Linked DNA regions of Zea mays: region 1 is linked to region 2. The links are chromatin contacts, called in public Hi-C maps. All regions are on one chromosome and are shown on one strand. The core of a region is the stretch at or near the end of the contact, and the rest is flanking DNA. Distances in the headings are between cores, read along the strand shown. Region 1 holds the start of LOC100217123 (Dolichyl-diphosphooligosaccharide--protein glycosyltransferase subunit STT3A). Region 2 holds the start of LOC100193412.

Region 1 (7,582 bases), core at 432-2,931, 210 kb after region 2:
GTTGTTTCCAGATCTCTTAATTTTGAGATGTTACAATCTGTATTTATTTGACTATTTTGTCACTTCTGATGTTTACATGCATCATAGTAAATGTTTCTAGATTGCTATCTGACAGTCTTAAAACTGACAACTTCACCATCATGTATGTGGTCCTGCAGCGCTCGTATGATGCTCGCAAGGCTCTTCAGAAAAATGGTATGCAACTAAGCAACAGTCTGATAGTTGGAGTAAAGCCTATTGATGCAGTGCACCGGCAGCAGCTGGACAAGGGTTTCGCTCAAAGCAATCAAGGTGGATTTATGGTTTCCTTGCCTTCAAAGTCACTGGGCTTGAAGAGCGTAGGTGCATCAAACCAGTTAGGAGCCTTGCCCCGCCCATATGACCCGAAAGCTAACACGAATGCCAGCCGAGATGCTGGCCGTCGTGCAACTGGCAGCGTTGCTGCACCAGCAAAATCAATTGTAACCAATGTGATGGATTTGATATTTGGCATTTGATATGGCAATGAGAACCAATCATCCGGAATATTCTCTGTTTCTTCTGTTTACTTGTTCGAGAATGCCAGCATGCCAAAGATTCAGCAGCAAATTTTGCTGAAGTTTGAGAGCTTACTGAGTGAACTTCCTTTTGGCGTGTAACATTAAAATTATTCAATTTTCACGTTTAATCGAAGTTATGTTGTCTCATGTCCATATGAGGGCAGTTGTATGTTAATGGCCATGGTGTATGTCTTGTTTCTGTCTCTCCCTCGGCCTCGAAAAAAAAGTGCTGGTGTAATTTCGAGAAATCATATGTTGCTCTCAGGAGTGTCGTGTCATCTAGAGTGTTTTTTGAGTGGATGAATTGTGTCATTTTGTTGTGTTAATAGCCTCATAGGTTGGTAATTGCAAGGCAAGAGATTGGATGCTTTCGGCTGAAAGCCTGAAACGAAACTCTGAATCTCTAATGGTGCTTTCACAAGGTTTTAAGGTACTGGAAACGGTATTTCAAGGTGAAGCGAGGAAATACCGTTTCCTGTAACTTGAAACATTGAAAGCATTTTTTTTTTCTATTGACACCTTCACTATATCTGTTCACTATATAATTTGGGTTTATCCGCTCACGCTTACCTTTCTTCTTGTTCTTCTTTCCTTTCTTTTTCTTTTTTTAAAAAAAGTGCGCTCACCAAGCCACGCCACTGGATTGCATACCGTTTTGTACACCAAGGTGTTTCCTGTGGTCCCTAGCTGTTTGGGGCTTTCTGATTGGCTACTGTGCTGGAAAACATGTCATCGAACCGATTAGGCGGAGTCATTTTCTTGACAAAAAAAAAGAGAAATCTAGGCCCATGGATGAAAATACCAACGGTATCGATCGTCGCTTGCCTAGATTTTTCACATTAGCCCTAGGGTATGGTATCCTTATCATTGTGTGTAGTTTTCTATTTTCATCTCTTCGACTGTTCGATGGCCACGAATAAAATTTTGGTTATCTCAATAAAATATACTCCTACTATTCAAACTAAAAAAATCGATCTAGTATTACATTTACAACGACACACCGTGTCTGCGCATTATAGTAGGCCGAAGCGGGATTCAATCAAACAACCCCGTTCCGACAAATAGAAGCGTTCTCAGGGGCTTACTCGCGAAAAGCTCAATAAATCCCGAGTCGTAGCACGGGACTGGAGCACCCAACCCAAGTTCACGATCGCGAGGTCTTCGTCTCCGCCTGGGTCCAGCTCTCGGATTTCCGCGCGTTCCACTTCCACCCACACACACACCCCCAAGGACGCAGGCCGCAATGGCGGAGCCCGAGGTCTCCCCCGCAGCGGCCGGCGGCGGCGGGCGGCTCCGCAACGCCTTCGGGGGCGTGCTCTGCGCCTTCACGCTTCTCCTCATCGGCGTCGTCGCCTTCTCGATCCGCCTCTTCTCTGTAAGATCCGTTTCGCCCCCGAGCTTCCAGATCCAGTTCGGCGCTCGCAAAGCGCTCCCCGAATTGTGTGTGTGCTCACGCGTTATGCCTGTTGCTGCGCAGGTAATCAAGTACGAGAGCGTGATCCACGAGTTCGACCCCTACTTCAACTTCCGCGTCACTCAGGTCTGGTTGCCGGATCCATTCATTTAACTTTTTCCTTCTGTTCTGCTATATGTGGAACTGAGCTCGCTTCCGTAGGAGACTACGGCGCCTATATTCATGCTGTGTTTCGGTGTTGGGAGGGTTTTGGGTTTTGAAAATCAACTCTTCTGCTGTGCGCTGTGTGTTAGATTTAGTTTACTATGAGATAATGAGTGGAAGGATAAAGAAAGTGACTCTCACGTAGGGGCATAACTTTTTGGCTGAAACGATCATCTGTCACATCTGGTCTAAATTTCTTCTTGTTACAGTTTCTGTCCAAGAATGGAATTTATGAGTTCTGGAACTGGTTTGATGATAGGACATGGTAAGGGCAGCTCCAAACTATCAACCATTTAGTATTGCGCAATTTCTGTGTGGAAGGAATCAATTACTCGGCTGATTTCGTTGCTGTTGCTGCTGCTGCTGCTTTAGGTACCCCCTTGGCCGTGTGATCGGTGGCACTGTGTATCCTGGGTTGACATTGACTGCTGGAACTATGTGGTGGTATGCCATCAAGGGACACAATTTACCGTCTTACATTTACATTGCTTCTGATTCAATATGCCTAAAGTATTTGAATGGTCCACTAGGTTGCTGAACTCTCTTAACATCCCATTGTCGGTGGAGACAGTTTGTGTGTTCACAGCTCCAATTTTCTCAGCAAATGCATCATGGGCTACCTACCTGCTAACAAAGGTTGGTTGTTCAAGGAAATGTGAGCTCTCACATTAACTCACATTAATGTTACCAGTGACAGAGGGTGGAATTGGGGGGGGGGGGGGGGGCTAATTGATGTATAGATTTTTTTTTGCTGCTTTAGTATGTTTTCTTACTATCTTGTCTTACATGGAATTGGTAATTGCATATATCAAAGAAGAAAAGATTAGCATTCGATCAAGTATCAACCTACCTTTCCACTTTAATTAGTGTATCTATATTATAGAATAATTATTACACGGTAATGTGTTGGCAGAGAGGGGGGATGGCTCAGTTTTGCCTCTGAGCCGCTCTGCCAGTGATTCTTACCCAATACCCATTTGCAAATTGTGTGCTTACTTTGAATTCTGCTATAGTAAGTGAAGGGTGGGGGGCTAGATTCTTTAGTACAAATTAATGTATAGATTTTTTTCGCTGCTTTAGTATGTTTTCTTACTAACTTGTCTTACATGGAATTGGTAATCACATATATCAAAGAAAAAGATTAGCATTCGATCAAGTATCAACCTACCTTTCCACTTTAATTAGTGTATCTATATTATATAATAATTATTACATGGTAATGTGTTAGCAGAGAGGGGGGATGGCTCACCTTTGCCTCTGAGCCGCTCCACCAGTGATTCTTACCCATTTGCAAATTGTGTGCTTACTTTGAATTCTGCTATAGGAAGCGAAAGGTACTGGAGCTGGATTAATGGCAGCAGCCATTTTAGCAATGGTAAATTGTGCTAATGACTCATACCAATTTTGACCACAATTAAGGAAAAGCTAAATTGGTACAAAACATGTTTCCGAGGTTTATAGATATTTAGCAATTTTCATGATGAAATGGAAATAGAAATTCTCTTCAGTCAAACCAGATTTATTGTCAGTTCATTTCAGCTTTATACTGTCCATGTACATTGTAGCAAAGATAAGTTTTACAAATTTGCAATACTATTTATGATGGCTGATTTCTTTTTCCTAAACATATATCTCTAAAGGAATTGAGAAATAGTATTGAATCACTGAATCTGTGTTTTGTTTAACCTGGGTATTTGACAATCAGAGTTTCTTCAGTTACTTTGGTCTGCAATTTTTTTCTTACAGGATTTTGTTAACGTTGCCCAACTGTAACACTTCATTCAGATAATACCAAGATGTTAATTTGTTGCTACTCTCCCACTTCTTAGTACATTGTATTATCTATGTATGTAGTCTTCCATACTCTCCTCGTAACATAATATTGATCAGAATGCTCTCGAATCATCACAGGTCCCCTCATATATTTCAAGATCTGTTGCAGGCAGCTATGATAATGAAGCTGTAGCAATATTTGCCTTGATATTTACATTTTATCTATATGTAAAGGTAATAGTGCTCAAGATATGTTTTCCAATTTGCTTCTTTAGAGTTATGCAATGCTCTGACTCTGACTTGTTATGCATAAACAGACGCTGAACACGGGATCACTCTTTTATGCAACACTCAATGCTCTCTCATATTTCTACATGGTAAACTTGTTAAATTTTGATCCATGTTTTTCGAATGTACTTTGTAATCATATTACTAGGCTTTTCTAGGTCTGCTCTTGGGGAGGCTACACATTCATTATCAATCTTATCCCAATGCATGTCCTCTTGTGCATTGTAACTGGTCGTTATTCTTCGCGTCTCTACATTGCATATGCTCCCCTTGTGAGTGAATAAGCTTCCTCTGGTTGGCGCAATCTTCTTTCCAGAGTGTTGTCCAGAACTATAACTTACCAGATCCATGGATCATTTTGTAGGTTGTACTTGGAACGCTTCTGGCAGCATTAGTACCGGTGGTTGGTTTTAATGCAGTAATGACCTCTGAGCACTTCGCATCATTTCTGGTATCTATATACCCTCTCCTTGATTTTTCTCCATTCCGCAGTACAATATCATTGCCAGCTCTTGCAAATGTTTTGCTTCTTGAGGCTGGACTTCCAAATTTGGAAACTCATGATATTCCCTCATTTTACAATATTTGCCCAACTACACTGGACACTGTACATAGAATCTCTATATAAGTAACTAGGCCTTATCGGTACTATTCAACTATTGTATTAAAGAAATGTAAAATGACAGGATACCTGTGTTGCAGGTGTTCATAATCCTTCACGTGGTTGCTCTTGTGTATTATATCAAAGGGCTTTTGACTCCTAGGCTGTTCAAAGTTGCTATGACTCTTGTCATATCTGTTGGCTTGTAAGTCTCTGAAGTTGCCAATCTTTTATAATACACAGGGTTAATATCTTTGGACTTCAAAAAATTGAAACCAGCAAGAACCTTGTCTCTGAATATCAATATCTCAATATTTATCATCTCAATGTCCAAATGCTGATTTCAACATCCTTCCTGCAGAGCTGTTTGTTTTGCAGTAGTAGCCATACTTGTTGCATTGGTGGCATCTAGTCCAACGAAAGGCTGGAGTGGCCGCAGTTTGAGTCTACTTGACCCGTAAGTTCTTCTAGAATAAAAATACATTTTGTTTTGCTGATCATGCATGGCTGACCTGACGTGAGAACTAATAAACATGAAATAACACTTAATGATGACTTGGCTGTTATTAGGTTTTAGTGTATCTGACGAAATGATCTTGACATTTGATGCTTAGGATCTTAGACAAATATAAGTGTACATCACCAAATTCACCATTGCAACGTCTTAATGACCTTTCTGGTGTTGCTTTGCATGTGGCGTCCTGTTTCAGCGTGTTTGTTCTGCTTTTCTCATATTAATCGCTGCAACTTCAATCTTGTTTTCTGACAGAACTTATGCAAGCAAGTACATCCCCATCATTGCTAGTGTCAGTGAACACCAACCTCCTACCTGGCCCTCGTATTTTATGGACATTAATGTGTTGGCCTTCCTGATTCCTGCTGGGATTATTGTAAGAATTATACTTTGTTAATTCAAACTGTACCGGCAATACTCTTAGTTCTGATTAATCGATATTTACATGATTCACAGTCATGCTTCTTGCCTCTGTCTGACGCAAGCTCCTTCATGGTCTTGTACTTAGTCACTGCAGTTTATTTTTCTGGAGTAATGGTAAGAATCCTTGCGGTAGGAAGAATCTCATGCACTTTTTTTTATTATTTACTTGTTATAACTTTCTGTGGCATCCATGCTTTGCTAGGTACGGCTTATGCTTGTCCTTGCTCCTGCTGCGTGCATTTTATCTGGGATTGCTCTATCTGAAGTTTTCAGTGTGCTCACACGATCCATTAAATTGCAGCTGTCAAAATTATTTGATGATAGCCCTACTTCTGTATGGTTCCTTCTTACATAGTTTTTCCCCTTTGTATAATAATCATTGTTCTGATCCAACCACTTGTTGACAAAATCTCTTATGAATTAAAGTCAGGTGACAGTAGCCCAGAGAGTTCTACAAATTCAACAAAAAATGAAAATAGGAATGAAAAACACGAAATAGCTCCAAAGGAAAAAACATCAAAGAAGAACCGGAAGAAGGAGAAAGAAGTGGCAGAGAGTGTTCCTGTAAAGCCTAAAAAGGAAAATAGGCTTTTGGTTCTGCCTTTTGAATTATCTGTTATGGGTATTTTATTGCTCATCGTATTAGGTGGTTTCTATGTGGTAAGTTCTCTGTTGTTAGTCTTACCAGAATGAAGACAATGAATGTCTTCATCGAATGAGAGGTAATCTTAATGTTAATGATTCCATTTTTGTAGGTCCATTGTGTATGGGCGGCAGCTGAAGCGTACTCCGCGCCTTCAATTGTGTTGACATCTCGTTCACGAGATGGGTTGCATGTTTTTGATGATTTCCGTGAAGCTTACGCATGGCTGAGCCATAACACAGATGTTGATGACAAGGTATGCTCACCCCTTGGTTTCTCTTGATTGTGGACTGACTTTTATACTTACACATTAAGGTGTTGCACTGCAGGTTGCTTCCTGGTGGGACTATGGTTACCAAACAACTGCAATGGCCAACAGAACTGTGATTGTAGACAATAACACCTGGAACAACACTCATATAGCAACAGTTGGTACAGCAATGTCGTCCCCAGAAAAAGCAGCTTGGGAAATCTTCAATTCTTTAGATGTCAAATATGTGCTTGTTGTCTTTGGAGGTTTGTGCTTTTTGACACATAGGAGAAGCAAAAAAAAAGTAGCTTGAACCATTGGCCTCAAATCCTGACAAATGTTTCCTCAACAGGACTTGTTGGATACCCTAGCGATGATATCAATAAGTTCCTTTGGATGGTACGAATAGGAGGTGGTGTGTTCCCTCACATTAAGGAGCCAGATTATCTTGTGAGTTGTGCAGTTTTTCAACTTCTATACACCATTTTGGTACCATAATGGAGGGGGGGGTTGAAATATCTTTGTTTATTCTGATTTTTGAGGCAATGTTATCTGCAGAGGGATGGTCAATATCGCGTTGATGCTCAAGCCACTCCAACTATGCTGAATTGCCTCATGTACAAGCTTTGTTACTACAGGTCTGGTAAACTGAATCTGGAAGAATGATTTTAGTTGGGATGCGTCCAGTCACCACATATGCCCTTTTGACATTTATTTCCTTTGTGTCCTCTAGGTTTGTGGAGACTGATGGAAAAGGCTTTGACAGAGTAAGAGGATATGAAATAGGAAAGAAGCATTTCAAGCTAACACATTTTGAGGAGGTATTACGATGTTACTCTCTGTTCCAACTTGCAACAGTTGATTTTCCATCTATTTAGAGGTGTTTGGGATGGCTCCAGGTTCCAGCTCCAGTATGGAGCTGTAGTTTATAAT
Region 2 (7,344 bases), core at 1,139-3,638:
GTTCCAAATATATGATAGAGTTGCTCTATTCTACTTATTCTGAAACCAGACAAAAAATAGAGTGACTTTATTCTAACTACCAAACACCACAGAGAGGTTCTATCCTTAAAATATGGAATGCTCTATCTAACAAGGTCATGGAACCAAACAATGTCTTAGGGCATGTTTAGATCCTTTAGCACATGGACTTAGGTAGTGTTTGGTTGAAGAGCCAAGTAGAACGGAGCCGTTCTGTTCTAGTTTTGTTGCTGTTTGGTTACAAAGGAACTAGAACGGAATGACTCCAATTAGGGAATATTCTCCTCAGATCCGGAACCATTCCGCTCCAAAAAATCAACGGGACGGAGCCGCTCCGTTCCCATCCCACTCTCACAGTCACGCTCCATTCCGTTCACCCTGCAACCAAACAAAAAACAGAGCCGCTCCGTTCCAAATTACCAAACACAGAACAGAGCGGCTCCGTTCCTAGAATCAGGGATGGAACGGCTCTGTTCTACTTGGCTCTTCAACCAAACACTACCTTAAATTATTCAAATTGCATTAAATGACTCGTAAGAAGACCAAAATGTTCGTTAATATTATCTCGTCATTAGTGCAACTAAAATGAATGAGAGGCGAAATATAGAATTAATATGTTTTAGTCCCTTTTAATCATCCTTTGAGGGACTAGGGTCTAAAACAGTTTAGTATCTGTTTTAGTTATATCGTTTGAGAATTTGGAGACGACGCAGAACAAAATTATAAGTGGAGTCGACAGCACAAGAGACAGATCACGAGACTAGACCACTACATAAATGTAGATTGATGATAATATATAGTGTTTCCAAAATGATATGAATAAAAAACCTTTTCGGCTACCTAAAGCAGAGATGGAGAGAGAAAATAGGTGGGCTGGGCCACATCAGTGCGTCGTTGTGGCGAGTCATCGTGGCGAGCCGTCGAATCTGTCGTGAGATGGCGTCGGTGAGGCGACAACAAGTTGTGGCGAGTCATCGTGGCGAGCCGTCGAATCTGTCGTGAGATGGCGTCGGTGAGGCGACAACAAGTGGGAGGAGCGAGGGCAGGAGGCAAGGCAGCGATAGATGGCGGTGGCGGCAAGACAACCATTGTCGTGTTGTGACGGCGCGGTGGGACCTTAGCGAGTTAGCGAGGGACAAGTGACGCCACGGTCCCACCAACAGCTTACCCATCTGTCAGTGCGGTCTAGGAGGCAAAATATCAATACTGTGTGCAGGATCCTGACGAGACGATGAGATGACGAGTAATGAGGAGGCAAGGTGGCGCTGCAGCGACCGGATTAGGTCGCCGAGTAACTGATCAATCGATGACCGAAGAAGCGAGTGAGCCACAAGCGGGCTTGTGCCAGGAAAGAGAATCGAATGGCTCAGATAGAGAGTGGACTGAGCAGTGAAGCGTTGAAAGAAAAATAGATCAAAACCTAGTTTTTATTAGATTTGTCTGCACTTACTATATAAAAGTTTGTTTATTTTGTTGTGTACCTAAACCTAGGTATAACGGGTTAAAAATTTTGAGGTGATGTCATGGCCCACCTTGCCCGTCTCTTGGATCCGACTCTGTTGGAGACTAAATGGAATCTCTATCTCTACTATCTAATAAGAAACTAATGCGGGCACATAATGCTACCACGGCTTCACCTTCCCCACGCCCAGCGTTCGCAAAAAAATAGTGCATGACAAACATTTGAACCCACAACCCTCTACTATAGAATCTTAAGGCTAACCATCAGACCACGTATAACTTAGTGTTTACAAATAAACAAAAACTCTACTATCTATTATGAACCTAATGTGGGCACCTAGTACTACCACGGCTTCACCTTCCCCACGCTCAGCGTCCGCAAAAATTAGTGCAGGACAAGCATTTGAACCCACAATCCTCTACTTTATTATAGAATCTTGAGGCTAACCACCAGACCACGTATAACTTAGTATTTACAAATAAATAAAAAAAATATTTTTGTAGCCCTGCCTCGTGACAACACACGTGCACATACCTAGTTAAAATAGATGGACTAAACTTTAGTCACTCAAACCAAACAGGTCTTAATTCTCTTCTTTTGGTGTAGTGTTTCACCTCATCCGTACCCATCAAAATAAATTCGTGAATATTATTATGCTTCAAACGAAGTAGGTTTGGATTTCGTAATCAGTATGTCATCAAGTATCATTATGATGTGGACACCTTAGGATGGTTACTGCAATGATGAGGTATCATACCCCTTCCATTGGGAATGAATGAATGAACAGAATGCGTTGGTGCTCGAGTGTATGCAATGAGCAACGCAACAAGGTTAATCGTGTTCGTATAATTTCTTGGTTAGTTGGTTTCCGGGAAAAAAAGAAGCAGGACGGAGAAAAAAAAACCGGCATCACTCTTGTAGTCTTGTGGCCCCTACTAGCTAACGGTAACAGTGACGGGGGGCGCGAGTTCAGGAAGAAGAGCGAGTCAGCGAGAGGCAATTCCGCTGCCGCAATTCAACACGCGAGGCTAAAAACAATTCGAAACCCCCGACCTACGCCGAGTCGCCGAGAAAACAACAGTGCTCCGGCGCTTAGAGAAGAGCGAAAGGCGAGCGCGCAGCACAGCACGGCTCCCGTGGGCCGTGGCGGAGGCAAAAACCCCGACCCGCATTACCCCGAAACCCTCCGATTCGGCCCGGGGCGAGCTCGAATCCGTGCAACCTCGCCGCCGCCGGGCTCGATCTGAGCCAGGGCTACCGCGCGCCGGCGAGGAATGAGGAGCGTGAACGGCGAGGTCGAGGGGACCCACGACCACGAAGGTGAGCCGTGTGCTGATCTGGATGTGCACTTGGGTTGTGGAATTCGAGCCAGGTAGCTCAAATGTCTGGGTTGAGTTACGGAGAGTTTTCTCATGTTTACGGAGCTACGGTCTCATTGTTTGGATCTCAGTGCTTGATTGTTTAGCTATATTTGTTGGAGTAGCATGTGGCTGACCTTAGCCGCTGTGCCTCTGTTTGTTCTGTTTTTAGTTTGGAGCTGTCGAGCAGTCGAGCTCGGAGTTGCAATTTCCTCCTTTTTTTTGTCATATTTACATCACACGGCGGTTGTAAAATCCTTGTAGCTAATCGGCGTGGTCAGCTGATCGAATGGATGAACGCCTTACTCCCGGAATTCAGTTTGCCTCCGGATTCATCGGATGAAGAGCTACGAGAGCTGCTCAGTGACGGCGTGGTCCTGTGCCGTGTTGCGAACACACTCATCCCGGGGGTTCTTGAGGCAAGTCCTTTTTTTTCTTGGACAATGTGTATATGTGTGTCAGTGTGTGTGTGACGGCGTGGTCCTGTGCCGTGTTGCGAACACACTCATCTCGGGGGTTCTTGAGGCAAGTCCTTTTTTTTCTTGGACAATGTGTGTGTGTTCTGCACAGCGGAGATGTTGATGTTTGTGCTATGAGTCAATTGAGTGTGGCCATTTTTGTTCAGGGATCCTGGGACGGTTATGCACCGTCGGATCAACGGTTGGGCAATCTGAACAAATTCCTCTCAGTGATTGCTGATATGGGGCTGCCAGGTTTCAGTGTGAAAGATCTTGATGAGGTGAGGGTTCCATTATCAGTTGTCACACACACAAGAGTTGGTATGCACCCCAGAACTCTGAAGAATTGCCATACTTTTGAGGCTCAATTCTTATTGCACGGACGCTGTTTCTGATGCAGTATTTCATAGTAGGGTGCCATCATTGTTGGTCATGTTTTTGAACTTTTTGTCATTTTCCAGTCATCTATGTACAGACAAATAGAAGTTTGGAATATACATCTATATGCGATTTCTTTCCTTTGTTTTTGGTGGTAAATGTGTTCTTGATATCTTCGCAATGTGTAGCTATGACTGAACTGCAGCAATAACTTAAAGATCTGGTTCCACGGTAAATACTTGATTGTGTTAGTTCCTTTTCTGTAGTCTGTACTATGTTGATTGCTTTCACGAAGGAGGCCTTCAACTACAACTACAAATGCGATGAACTGTTGCTTTAAATCCTATGTCACAACATAGCTATACAACCTTGTAACATGTCATTTTCTTCGAATGTTTTTATGTTGCTGAGGCTCACGAGCACGGGAACATGGACTAAAATTCCACAGTTTATCTATTTGCATACTATAAGATGGGGAGTACTCGTAGATATGACACACTATTCCCTAGTTCCTGCTCTCCTGGTTGTCACATTCTGTTAACTTATAGGCTTGATGGTTACAGGGATCAATGTCTCCTGTAGTGGAATGTCTCTTGGTTTTGAGAGACAGTGTGGATCCTAGATTAGGTGACGATATTCCACCAGATGTTACCAGAACTCCTTTGAGAAAACAATGGGGAGTTCCGGAAATGGACAAGCCTCAAGTTCATGGTGCAGCACTAGGGAAAAGATCCCCTGCAGAGGACAAGAGAAATGGCGTTGCAGATCCCAAAGCCCATCAGAAAACTTCTGTCTTTTCTGGTAGATTTATTTCTCGCACAACCTTTCAAGAATCATCCAGAAATGAGATATTCAGATTCTGATTACAGCTGACATAATTTTAATCCGTTACAAATTGCACATTCAATGATCATTATCATTTAATATCGTTTCTAAGCTGCGCGCATCCACAATATTATAACATTTCCCACTTTGTATAGTGTTATTCATTGTGTCCGGTGCAGATTTCATATCTGTTTAATCTACGGAGGATTGTTATATGTCCCACAGGACAAAAGTTTTGTGATGTTTTCCAATTAAAACACGGATCATATTCTGGACCTGCTGCTGCCAAGATTTCAGAGATGATGCACTCTAATAGCTTAGATGTAAGTACTTCAAGGATACTGCCCCCAAAGTTGTTGAATTATGCTACTCTGCTATTTGACGTCTCTGTTATGACATTAATAATCTTCTCGCAGAATGCACCAACACAGTCACTTATTAGTGTTGTCAATGGCATTTTGGATGAAAGCATAGAAAGGAAAAAGGGAGAAATACCACATGTATGTGTTCATTTTGAACTACATCACTATCTTTCCATTGATGCTTGTTTAACGGTGCTTAAATTTGACTGCCTCATCTCAGCGTGTAGTTTACTTACTGCGGAAAGTCGTTCAAGAGATTGAGCGCCGTCTCTATATTCAAGCAGAACACATAAGAAGTGTAAGAGAATCTGCTTAAAACATGAATTTTCATTTTTGGCACACAAATTTACAATGAATCGAATACCCCATACTGCAGCAAAATGTTATCATGAAGAGAAGAGAACAGAAGTACTGTTCAAAAATTAAAGTACTTGAAATGTTGGTAAATGGCACAAATGAAGAAAACCAGGTAATAAATCATTTGGTTGATTAGTTAGACAAGTTATGTGTGTTGAAAAGTTGTTATCTTTTTTAATATTGACATGTAATTTCTCTCTTCAGATGGCAATAAACAGGCTTCAGATAGTCAAGGTTTGATCCTCATCCAATAGATTATAATTTCTTATGTTTTGAAAGTTTTATCTTTATTCCATGCATTATGTATGCTTCAGTAATAACATAAAGATCTTGGAACTGTCAAATACATAATGTTTGACGTGATAAAAGGACGAGCCAATAAACACCACTGTCTTACTTTTACCACATCTACTGTTGTAGAGCTTATGGTAGCACATATAGTAATATATAAAATGGCGTATAAGATATTATGTATCTGGTGTCATAAAAAAGATGACACAATAAACATCTATGTTTTACCAGTTAGGGCTAGTTTAGTAACTCAAATCCCCTCCAGGATTGGAGTGGATTGAGGGGAAAATGAACTAATTTCTCTCTCGATCCTCTCTAATCCCGGAGGGGATTTGAGTTACCAAACTAGCCCTTAAGTTAGTAATTAGTAAAAGTTGTGGTGGTATATGAATATGATTAATGTTATTATCTCTTTCTTCTTTTAGAATGAGAAGTCAAAAATCGAAGAGAGGAGAAAACTTAGTGAGCAAGATGTTCATCGATTGATGAGAGAGAAAGAACATTCTGAAAACATCATAGCAAACCTAAAGAAAGATATAGAAGCCATGAATAGATTGCATGAACAGCAACTTGAGCAAACTGAAAGAAAGGCAAAGGAAATGGAGGAGCAACTAACCACCAAAGTAAAAGAAGTAGAGTATCTCTTGCTACAATCGAAGAAGAAAGTTGAAGAAGTTGAGACTGCTTCCAGGCTAAAATCACAGTTATGGGATAAGAAAGAGGACAATTTTCAGAGTCACATGGATAATCAACAACTAATTATCAAGGTTTGTTCACTAGTAGTGATTACTTTTGTTTTATTTATAATCTATTTTTTGTGCCTCTTATTTTCTTTACATTCCACTACTTGAACAATGCAGGACATAAGAATATTGTCGCGATCATGTGAAAATGATATGTATGCACTTCAAATGCAGTGGAGAAATGAGATCTCTAACTTAGGTACGTTTTATTTTGTAATATATTATACAAAAGTTCATAGTGAAGTTGATTTAATACATTTGTTTTCTGTTGTTAAAAACTTATGTAGGATCTGGGTTAAAATGTTTGGTTGATGCTGCTGAAAATTATCATAAAGTCTTGGCGGAGAACCAAAAGTTATTTAATGAAGTGCAAGAACTAAAAGGTATTTATTTTCAAATGTTTTTTTATCTCAAACTTTAAGTATAGATGTGATAGTCATGTTTCAATCTTGTCATTTCTTTCAGGTAATATAAGAGTATATTGTCGTGTGAGGCCATTTCTTTCGGGTCAAGACAAAAAGTCTACTACAATTGACTACATGGGGGAAAATGGTGAGCTTCTTATATCAAATCCATTTAAACAAGGGAAGGACGGACACAGATTGTTCAAGTTTAATAAAGTGTTTAGTCCATTTGCTTCTCAAGGTATGTTTTCTCTCGATTTAAAACCAACTGATTATTTATTATCACATTTATAGTGTTATAGTCTGATTATTCTCTGTAATTTCACAGCTGAGGTTTTTTCTGACATACAACCACTAATCCGATCAGTCCTGGATGGATTCAACGTTTGTATTTTTGCATATGGTCAGACTGGTTCTGGCAAAACTTACACCATGGTACTGTAGGATCAATTATAATAGAAACATTGTTATCACTACAATAGTAATGTCACTAATTATGATATTTTTGTTGTTGTTACTATTTATTCTTTAGAGTGGGCCTAGCACATCGAAGCAAGATTGGGGTGTCAATTATCGGGCTTTAAATGATTTGTTTGATATTTCACTAAGTAGAAGAAATGCCTTCTCATATGAGGTGGGTGTACAGATGGTTGAGATATACAATGAACAAGTTCGTGATTTGCTATCA

The links. Hi-C and Micro-C count contacts between places; a contact is called where the count stands out from the background.
Region 1: a contact with region 2 is called in a Hi-C map of leaf, with 6 times the contacts expected there. The contact joins the promoter of LOC100217123 here to the promoter of LOC100193412 in region 2. A contact is called at or near these places in 5 of 25 Hi-C or Micro-C datasets (bundle sheath, ear, endosperm and 2 more).

The regions. Positions count from the first base shown.
Region 1 is chr6:172,103,305-172,110,886 of Zm-B73-REFERENCE-NAM-5.0, forward strand. LOC100217123 (Dolichyl-diphosphooligosaccharide--protein glycosyltransferase subunit STT3A) reads left to right here and starts at 1,682. Exons shown (of 23, transcript NM_001359623.1): 1 at 1,682-1,914; 2 at 2,017-2,079; 3 at 2,367-2,422; 4 at 2,530-2,601; 5 at 2,688-2,793; 6 at 3,482-3,532; 7 at 4,069-4,164; 8 at 4,248-4,307; 9 at 4,377-4,490; 10 at 4,583-4,669; 11 at 4,921-5,024; 12 at 5,181-5,276; 13 at 5,589-5,709; 14 at 5,790-5,870; 7 more. The coding sequence starts at 1,783. LOC100194358 reads left to right here. Exons shown (of 3, transcript NM_001139393.1): 3 at 159-802. The coding sequence ends at 497.
Region 2 is chr6:171,891,595-171,898,938 of Zm-B73-REFERENCE-NAM-5.0, forward strand. It overlaps LOC100193412, which reads left to right and starts at 2,389. Exons shown (of 21, transcript NM_001358729.1): 1 at 2,389-2,800; 2 at 3,103-3,257; 3 at 3,464-3,577; 4 at 4,238-4,475; 5 at 4,725-4,822; 6 at 4,916-4,999; 7 at 5,082-5,159; 8 at 5,238-5,330; 9 at 5,423-5,452; 10 at 5,935-6,276; 11 at 6,370-6,451; 12 at 6,540-6,635; 13 at 6,718-6,897; 14 at 6,985-7,091; 1 more. The coding sequence starts at 2,755.